2 separate regions of the Gossypium hirsutum genome follow, and region 1 is linked to region 2. Evidence: chromatin contacts called from public Hi-C data. All regions are on one chromosome and are shown on one strand. The core of a region is the stretch at or near the end of the contact, and the rest is flanking DNA. Distances in the headings are between cores, read along the strand shown. Region 1 holds the start of LOC107916582. Region 2 holds the start of LOC107918034 (E3 ubiquitin-protein ligase RNF185).

Evidence for each region. A called contact is a pair of places that touch in the nucleus more often than the background predicts.
Region 1: a contact with region 2 is called in a Hi-C map of leaf, with 1.5 times the contacts expected there. The contact joins the promoter of LOC107916582 here to the promoter of LOC107918034 in region 2. A contact is called at or near these places in 4 of 34 Hi-C or Micro-C datasets (callus and leaf).

Annotation. Positions count from the first base shown.
Region 1 is chrA01:26,713,398-26,717,685 of Gossypium_hirsutum_v2.1, forward strand. LOC107916582 reads right to left here and starts at 2,943. Exons shown (of 6, transcript XR_005922368.1): 1 at 2,650-2,943; 2 at 1,995-2,057; 3 at 1,551-1,912; 4 at 1,325-1,449. It overlaps LOC107918064, which reads left to right and starts at 4,006. Exons shown (of 7, transcript XM_016847567.2): 1 at 4,006-4,288.
Region 2 is chrA01:26,141,047-26,144,970 of Gossypium_hirsutum_v2.1, forward strand. It overlaps LOC107918034 (E3 ubiquitin-protein ligase RNF185), which reads left to right and starts at 1,601. Exons shown (of 2, transcript XM_016847529.2): 1 at 1,601-1,847; 2 at 2,142-2,975. The coding sequence starts at 2,173. The coding sequence ends at 2,883. LOC121222009 (a long non-coding RNA gene) reads left to right here. Exons shown (of 2, transcript XR_005919156.1): 2 at 1-249.

The sequences.
Region 1 (4,288 bases), core at 1,693-4,192, 570 kb after region 2:
TGGGGAGGGAAGTCAGCAATTTCTGCTTGGAAGTACTTAATAAAGGTAAATCTTTACAACTGCTGAATCATACGAATATAGTGTTACTTCCAAAAACGTCTCACCCAAGAAATCCCACCAATTTTATACATATTAGTCTATGCTCGGTGTTCTATAAAATCATATCAAAATCTATCGCAAATAGACTTCAAAAAGTTACGGATCATTGTATCGATTCTGCTCAAAGTGCGTTCGTTCCGAGAAGACTAATTTCTGACAACGTACTTCTCGCCTACGAAATTCTTCACATTATGAGAAATAAAAGGGTGGGGAAAAAAGATCTTATGGCACTTAAGATTAATATGAGTAAAGCATATGATAGGGTGGAATGGAAGTTTTTGGAAAAAAATGATGATCACAATGGCTTTTGATGTGCGATGGGTGGAGCGCATAATGCATTGTATTAGCACAGTGTCGTATTCGGTGGTTTTAAATGGCATGCCAGGGATGGTTTTTACTCCAAGAAGAGGCCTAAGGCAAGGGGACCCTTTAAGTCCCTTTCTATTCCTTTTATGCAGTGAAGGGCTGTCAACACTTTTAAGGCTTGCAACAGAGGAAGGAGTATTGAAAGGGATTAAGGCAAGTAGAAGGGGACCTCAAATTTCCTATCTCTTTTTTGCTGATGACTGTGTTTTATTTGGAGAAGTGACCGGCAAGGGTATTGCAACGTTTGAAAAGGTGCTCAAGGAATACGAAATTTGTTCTGGAAAATGTATTAATTATAGTAAGTCAACTGTGTTTTTTAGCTCAAATACCATTGAAAATGTTCGATCTACCATATCGAATCGTCTAGGACTGAAAAGGGCAAACAATTCTGAGAAATACCTAAGCCTACCGAATATGGTGGGAAGGAAGGAGCGTTTGGTATTCCAACATTTAAAGGATAGCCTAAAGTTAAAGATAGACAATTGGAGTACAAGATTATTATCGCAAGGCGGAAAAGAAGTGTTCATCAAAGCCGTTTTACAAGCAATCCCCACGTACACAATGGCATGATTTCTTTTGCCGAAATCATTATGTGAAGAAATGGAACAAATCATCGCAAAATTTTGGTGGCAAAAAGGTTATGGGAAACGAGGTATTCACTGGTGTTTATGGAGCAAATTATGCGAGTTAAAAAAGAGTGGCGGTCTCGGATTCCGCAATTTGGCAAAATTTAATTTGGCCCTTCTCGCAAAACAAGGCTGGAAATTAATTGACGATCCTAATTCCCTTTTGGCTAGAACGTTAAAAGTTAAATATTATCCGAATACTGATTTTTTAAATTCAGGTTTAGGTAATTTACCTTCCTATACCTGGAAAAGCATATGGGCAGCAAAGGGCCTCTTACTATCGGGATTGTGCTGGAGGGTGGGGAATGGCCATGACATTCGTATAGAAGAAGATGTTTAGGTCCCAAATGTGCCAGGTCTACTGATTAACAAAAAGGACAGAATGCAGAACATCATAATGGTTGCGGATCTTATTGACAGTAATATCAGAGCATGGAAAACAGAGTTGATTTGGAGTACCTTTTCGGAAGTTGATGTTCCAAAGATTCTGCAAATCCCTTTGGCCCAGCGTTCACAAAATGATCTTTTGATATGGAGGGGTGAAGCATCGGGTAAATATACTGTGCGTAGTGGTTACAAACTACTATTACAAGGCAATGATTACAATAGTAATGGTTACAGTTTGCCCGAAATTACAAAATGTTACAAGAAACTGTGGAACTGTAATCTCCCCTCAAAGGTACGTATTACAGTTTGGAGAGCCACTCTCAACTACCTCCCTACCCTAGTGAATTTAAGAATCAAAAGATTAACGAATAACGCCATCTGCCCGAGATGTAAGCAAGGGCTGGAAACTAGGGAACATATTTTTCGCGACTGTGCTGCTGCGAAGGAAATGTGGAAAAAATTAAATTATGTATGGTCACTCAAGTTATCGCATATGGACTATATGGAGTGGTTTACCTGGGTATTGTTGCACAGTAAAGAGAAAGAATGCTACATCTTTGTCTGCGCCATTTGGGCTATCTGGTCGAATAAGAATCAATGGGTACACGGAGGACATAAGAGAACTAGAACAGAAATAGCGCAGTTTGTAATACAGTATTTACAGGAATTACAAGATATGGAAAGAAAACACCATGCCAAATACTCAGTTTTAGATTCATGGAAGGCGCCGGAAAGCAGGTTCCTCAAAATCAATTTCGATGCTCCTTTTGATAAGGGGAAAAATATATCTTGTTCAAGGGTAATAGTCAAGAACTTTAAAGGTGATGTATTGGTTTCAAAATCGGTCATCCATGACAAGATTTCTTCAAGATTTGCAGCAGAAGCCTTAGCATGTTTGCAGGCGGTTATGGTGGGAAAAGAATTGGGGATAAAATATGTTATTTTCGAAGGCGACTCTCTGACAGTTATAAAAAAATGAACAAAAAAAAAGATAAATCGGTAATCGGCCCTTATATTGATGATATTCAAGAGCAGAAGGCGAATTTTTATGGATGCAAATTCCAGCATGCAAAAAGAGCAGCAAATAGAGCAGCACATAACCTAGCATCTGAAGGGTGAAAATGGGGGTGAATGCATACTTTGTTCATGAGCTTGTTACTCAAGTTCTCACCGATTCAGAAATTGATAGGGGATGGAGATGAAGGCCATCACTGAGTCAACACCATCTCCAGCAAATGAGAGAGTAGGAGAAAAAATTTTAGATCTCTATGACTGTTTGTTTCTCCAAGAGTTAGTCGATTGGGATGCAGATATTTTTCAAAGAACTATTTAGAAGTTGACAGCTCATAAGGCTGGGTTTTTCTTTTTTCCTTATGTTAGGCAATATTTTTCAGTTTTACTTTAGGTAACGTTGTTTTTTTTAAACTTTGTTTACTAGAGGCCCTAACCCTAGTTTGGAGCATGGCCTATGTTTGGTTCTTAGATCATAATATTTTTAATTATGCATAAATAAATACAACCCAGTATTCCTTCAAAAAAAATAAAAAGATGAATTAAAATAAAAAAAAACTAAAAACAATGTATTTATTAATTAAAAAAACTTGAAACAATATAAAATAAAAATTACAAATATGTTTAGAAAAGTGAAATTAAACATAGGTCTCAATGATAAAATCATTATTATTTATCCATTTAACTAATAAAGCTAATATGTTAAAAACATTCATTAAAAAAAAAGAGGAAGCTTAGAATAACATGAAATAAAAATTATAAATTTAACTGGGAGATAAATCAAACCTAAGACTCAATAACAACACCACCAACATTTAACCATCCAACTAAAGAAATTAATTATATTAAAAAAGTAAAAATTGCGCCTTAACTAGACGCGCTTTCCTACCAATTATGTAAAAGGCGACTTCCTGTTTCTCTCTCCTTAAAACTGTCTATTTCCCTAAATAAAATTAAAAATGGCCTAAAGGCCTAATTAAAAAAACAGCCCAATCAGCTAATTTAGCCTTTAAAAAAATATCATTTAATATTTAACAGAGTTAATATTTTTAAAGTTTTTACGGTTTTGTAAATGGATTATTTTGTTTAGAATTAAACTGCGATTCAAACAACTAACTTTCCAATATATTTTTATAATAGTATTACAATTTGAATTTATTTAATTCTTTTTAATAATATAGAGACTAAATTTAGTGGCGGAGCAAAGGGGGTTGGAAGGGGCCTGTCCCCCTATAGTGAAAATTTTTTCAATTTAGGTCCTTTATAATTTATAAAAATTTTAAATTAATAATAGTAAAATTATATTTTGACTCTTAAAAATAATAAAAATTTAATTTAAATCTTAAAAAATTATAAAGATATAAATTATTAACATAGTAAAATTATATTTTTACTATCGTAAAGATATGCAATTTAATTCCATCCCTGCAACAATTTCTAAACTGACTAAATTAATCCATTTAATATTACTATCTAACTTTTATAAAAAAATTATAACATATTTTGTCTGAAAATTAAGGTAACACATGTAAAATTTCCAAGGAGGCAAGGATTAGGTTGCAAGACTTGAAAGATACAATCAATCGCAGGAAGTCGGGCATACTTTTCGTTCACAGTTCCCTATAAAACGCTAGGGGAAAAGAAAATCAGACTTGCATTATTAATCTGTTTCAAGTTTGCTCCATAGATTGAATCAAATTCTCTGCAGTTTCTTTTTTTTTTCTTTTTAATTTCTTGAGCTGTGTGGAACGAAGAGAAGCTTAATTATTGCTTGGTAATTCGAGTGGAAGAGTTGAAGG
Region 2 (3,924 bases), core at 351-2,850:
ATAATTCGAGCTTGATAAGGCAGGAAAAACAAGAACTAAGGCTAGATTTTCATCCATTTGGATGAAGGTAATAAGGACTAGAAGGTAGTGTAGGATCATAGAGTGCCATTGGAAAGAAAGAAACCAATGAAAATCAAAGAAACAGAGTGTTTGGGAAGCGAGAAAATGTAGAAAAATGCAAGAGAATTTTACATCTGATACCATGTAGAAAAGGAGTGTAAGGGAATTGTTAAGAGTTCTTTTTCACCATTCAAAGGATTAGTTATATACAACTTAAAAAAGAAAAGAGAAATAACAGAATTGAGAACTAACATAGGTGTAACAGACTAACTGCTACATCTGCTAACTAACTAATAGTTAAATTAGATCTATATTACTAACAACGTTAAATATAATTCTATGATATTGAAAAAAAATTTTAAAAAAAATTCTTCATTGAATAAAAAAAATATTTTGAATTGATAACTCAATAAATTTACGCATTAAACATTTATGAACTATTGTCAGTATTTTTATTATATTGGTCTTAGAAGTATGATGCCTAAAATCTAATCATGCGGGTAGTTTTATTCTTCCACATTCTCCAGTAAATATGATAAAATATTATAATATAATGCTTAAACTAAAAAATAATTAATATTAATTAAAATAACATATTAAAAATTACTTTAGATATAATTCTATCCAAATAAAAATTTTAAATGTGATTAATTATTATTTATATAATATTTAAACCAAAAATAATTATAATTAATTATTTTACTAATAATATTAACTAAAACAACCTATTCACAATTACTTTCAAGTATGATTATCAAAACAAAAATATTATTAGCAATTACGCAAATACTTATTTTAGAATTCGAAATAATATTATTATTTATTGCATTTATAATATATCTAATTTATTTACATCTATTTTGAGAGACCATGCCCATAGAAATCTAACATTCCTTATCTTTTAGTAATGATTACTTAAATTAATTATATAAAATTAAATTTTTTATTAAAATAAATTATATAAATACATATATCTTTACGTACAAGTTACCTAACGTAAAAAACAAAAAATTTGGCTATATTAAGGATTAGTCCGGTACCTGAGCCATTTTTTTTTAAATTCTTAAAATTAATAAGGGTTTAAATACAATTTAGTACTTGAATTTGATTTAATTGTTTAACATGCTACTTAAGTATTTTTGTTTCAATTCAGTATCTAAGTTCGGCTTCAATGTTCGATTTGGTGCTTAAACTTTTCAATTTGATATTTGAGTTCTTTTGGTCCTAATTACCCAACTTTAGCTTCAATATTTAATTTTATTTTTTGTCACTTTTTTACTAGAGTTCACATGTCAAATATTCATTGAACCACATAATACCATTTGTATCAAATTAGACCTTAAACCCAAACTCATGTACCAAATTGAATATGAAAGACAAACTCAGGTATCAAATGCTATATTAATAAAAAAAAGGACAAAGTCAATGCGATAATTGGAGCGTAGCGTTTACGCGTTAACATTCTAACGCCGGTAGTTGCCTATCCAAACCACAGGCGCAATCTAATAACGGGTCATCAAGGAGTCAAGAGAAATGAACCTACAGATTGTTGCCACGTGGGGATTCAAAAGCTCAAACGCTATTGCGTATTAAAACATAGGAAAGAGGAACGATGGGAATCTTTCAGCTGTTAACGCGTCGGTAAATAAATACCAAGTTTCTTCGAAGAGTTTTCTTCTGCGATCTTCATCTTTTTTATTTTTTATTTTTTATTTATTTTTGACTTCTTTGGATCGGTCGATTGCCATATCGATCGGTCCTTCTATCTCTTCAATATCTCTTTGAAGGTCAGTAATTCATATTTCTCTCTCTTCATTATATTTTAAAAAGCTAGATTTGTTTTTTTATTGCCGTTGAATCGCGATTTTTGTCGTTAATTAATCGGGAAAGATTTTGTTTTAATTAGTTAGGCTGATTTTCATAAGAGATCTGAGGTTTTTTTGAATTTGAGATGATTTGAGTCTTTAGAGGCTTTGGTTTTTATATTACAGCCTTCAATTTTTGGGGAAATTCCTGCAATTTTCTGATACTGGTGAATTTTATGATTGGTGTTTGTTTTGGTTCCAATTCGATTTTTGTAGGAATCGGAGTTTCGGAGGTCTAGGAAAAGAAATGGCAGGTGGGTTTGGGGAATCAGCGAGCCATTCTCCCCACAATCCATCTTGCTCCACCAGTAATGCTAATGGTGATGCTGGTGATTTTGAGTGCAATATTTGCTTTGACTTAGCTCAAGACCCTATTGTCACTTTATGTGGGCATCTTTTCTGCTGGCCTTGCCTTTACAAATGGCTTCATATTCATTCCCGTTCTCAGGAATGTCCTGTTTGTAAAGCCCTTGTTGAGGAACAAAAATTGGTTCCCTTGTATGGAAGGGGGAAATCATCTACTGATCCTAGGTCCAAATCTATTCCGGGTGTTAATATTCCGAATCGTCCAGCTGGACAGAGACCTGAAACGGCTCCTCCACCACCACCTATTCAGTTTCCCCAAAATGGGTTCGGGTTCATGGGAGGCTTGGGAGGTTTTGCACCAATGGCAACTGCTCGATTTGGGAATTTCACACTCTCTGCTGCTTTTGGTGGTCTTATCCCATCCTTGTTTAACCTTCAGGTCCATGGATTTCCTGATGCGGCTATGTTTGGTCCAGCTGCTGGTTTTCCATACGGCTTTCCAAGTTCATATCTTGGTGGCCATGCTTATGGATACCATCATCACCACCACCACCATCATCATCGCACCGCACAAGGCCAGCAGGATCATTATCTGAAGATGCTGTTTCTGTTTATCATTGTTTGTGTTATCTTTGCAATGATTTACCAATAGACCATATCTGCTATCAAAGCATAAATTGCTAACTTATTTTAGGAGTGCCAATCCGATATCTTGTGTAAATCTAATAAATGCATTTTCATTTACCTTTTTGTCTTTTACTTAGTGATTGAGGAATTTTTTGTATAGTACTTCCCCTGTTGATTTTTGGTTCATCTGTTGGTTCGCCTTTGTATTTGTGCTTTGGAATATCTTTCGCTGTCCTCTATGGCTGAAAAGCATCAATGTGTTTTAGCAACTACAATACACTAATTTGGCTCTTTTTCTTTTCTCCCTGCGCATCCTTGGTTTCAGCAAGATTATTGAGGCATGAGAGCAAGGTCATGTGTTTTCAGCTTATTTATCCTAATTCCAGTCATAATATCTTCAAGTGTTGGGTAACATAAAATGTAGCAGTATTTTATGTGTCTAGCTATTCATAAGTTAGAACTTCTTGCGATCTGAATAGATTTTGTCTTGGCCTTCTATATTTCATGGTTATTTCCTTAGTATATGAGGGAGGATAGCTGAGTTGATTTAGATGGGCGGTTAAATATCGGTAGTGTAGGTGGAGTTGTTTCTCTCTGCTTGTTGTAAGCATTTGCCATTAGTCATACTCAGTTCAGTTTCCACTGCTCTTTACCCTTTCATTTGAGACTATGAACGAAAGATTTTTTTAATGTAGTGATAGTAAAATGGTTCCCTTTCTGGGCCTGAGTGACAGCAATTCTTTGTGCTTGCATAGTTGTTTATATAACAAACTTCAGTGATTATAGCTCCTGACCAAGCTCAAGTTTGCAACCCAATTTGTGTTTCTAGTGCTAATTGTGCATGTACTACGAATATCAACTAGATTTGATTTCTTTGTTTTGTTTGGTTAATGAGATTTGTGATTCTCACTGTTGACTCCAGGGAGGTTACTTTTTAATCCACAGCTAATTCTTCGCAAAACAGGGGAATGCATCTCAGTAGTTATAATTGATGATAGTGTATGACGTTTTGCTGTTGTCAGCTTTGTGCTGGTTATAACATAGAATCCTACCTTGTTGTGTATCC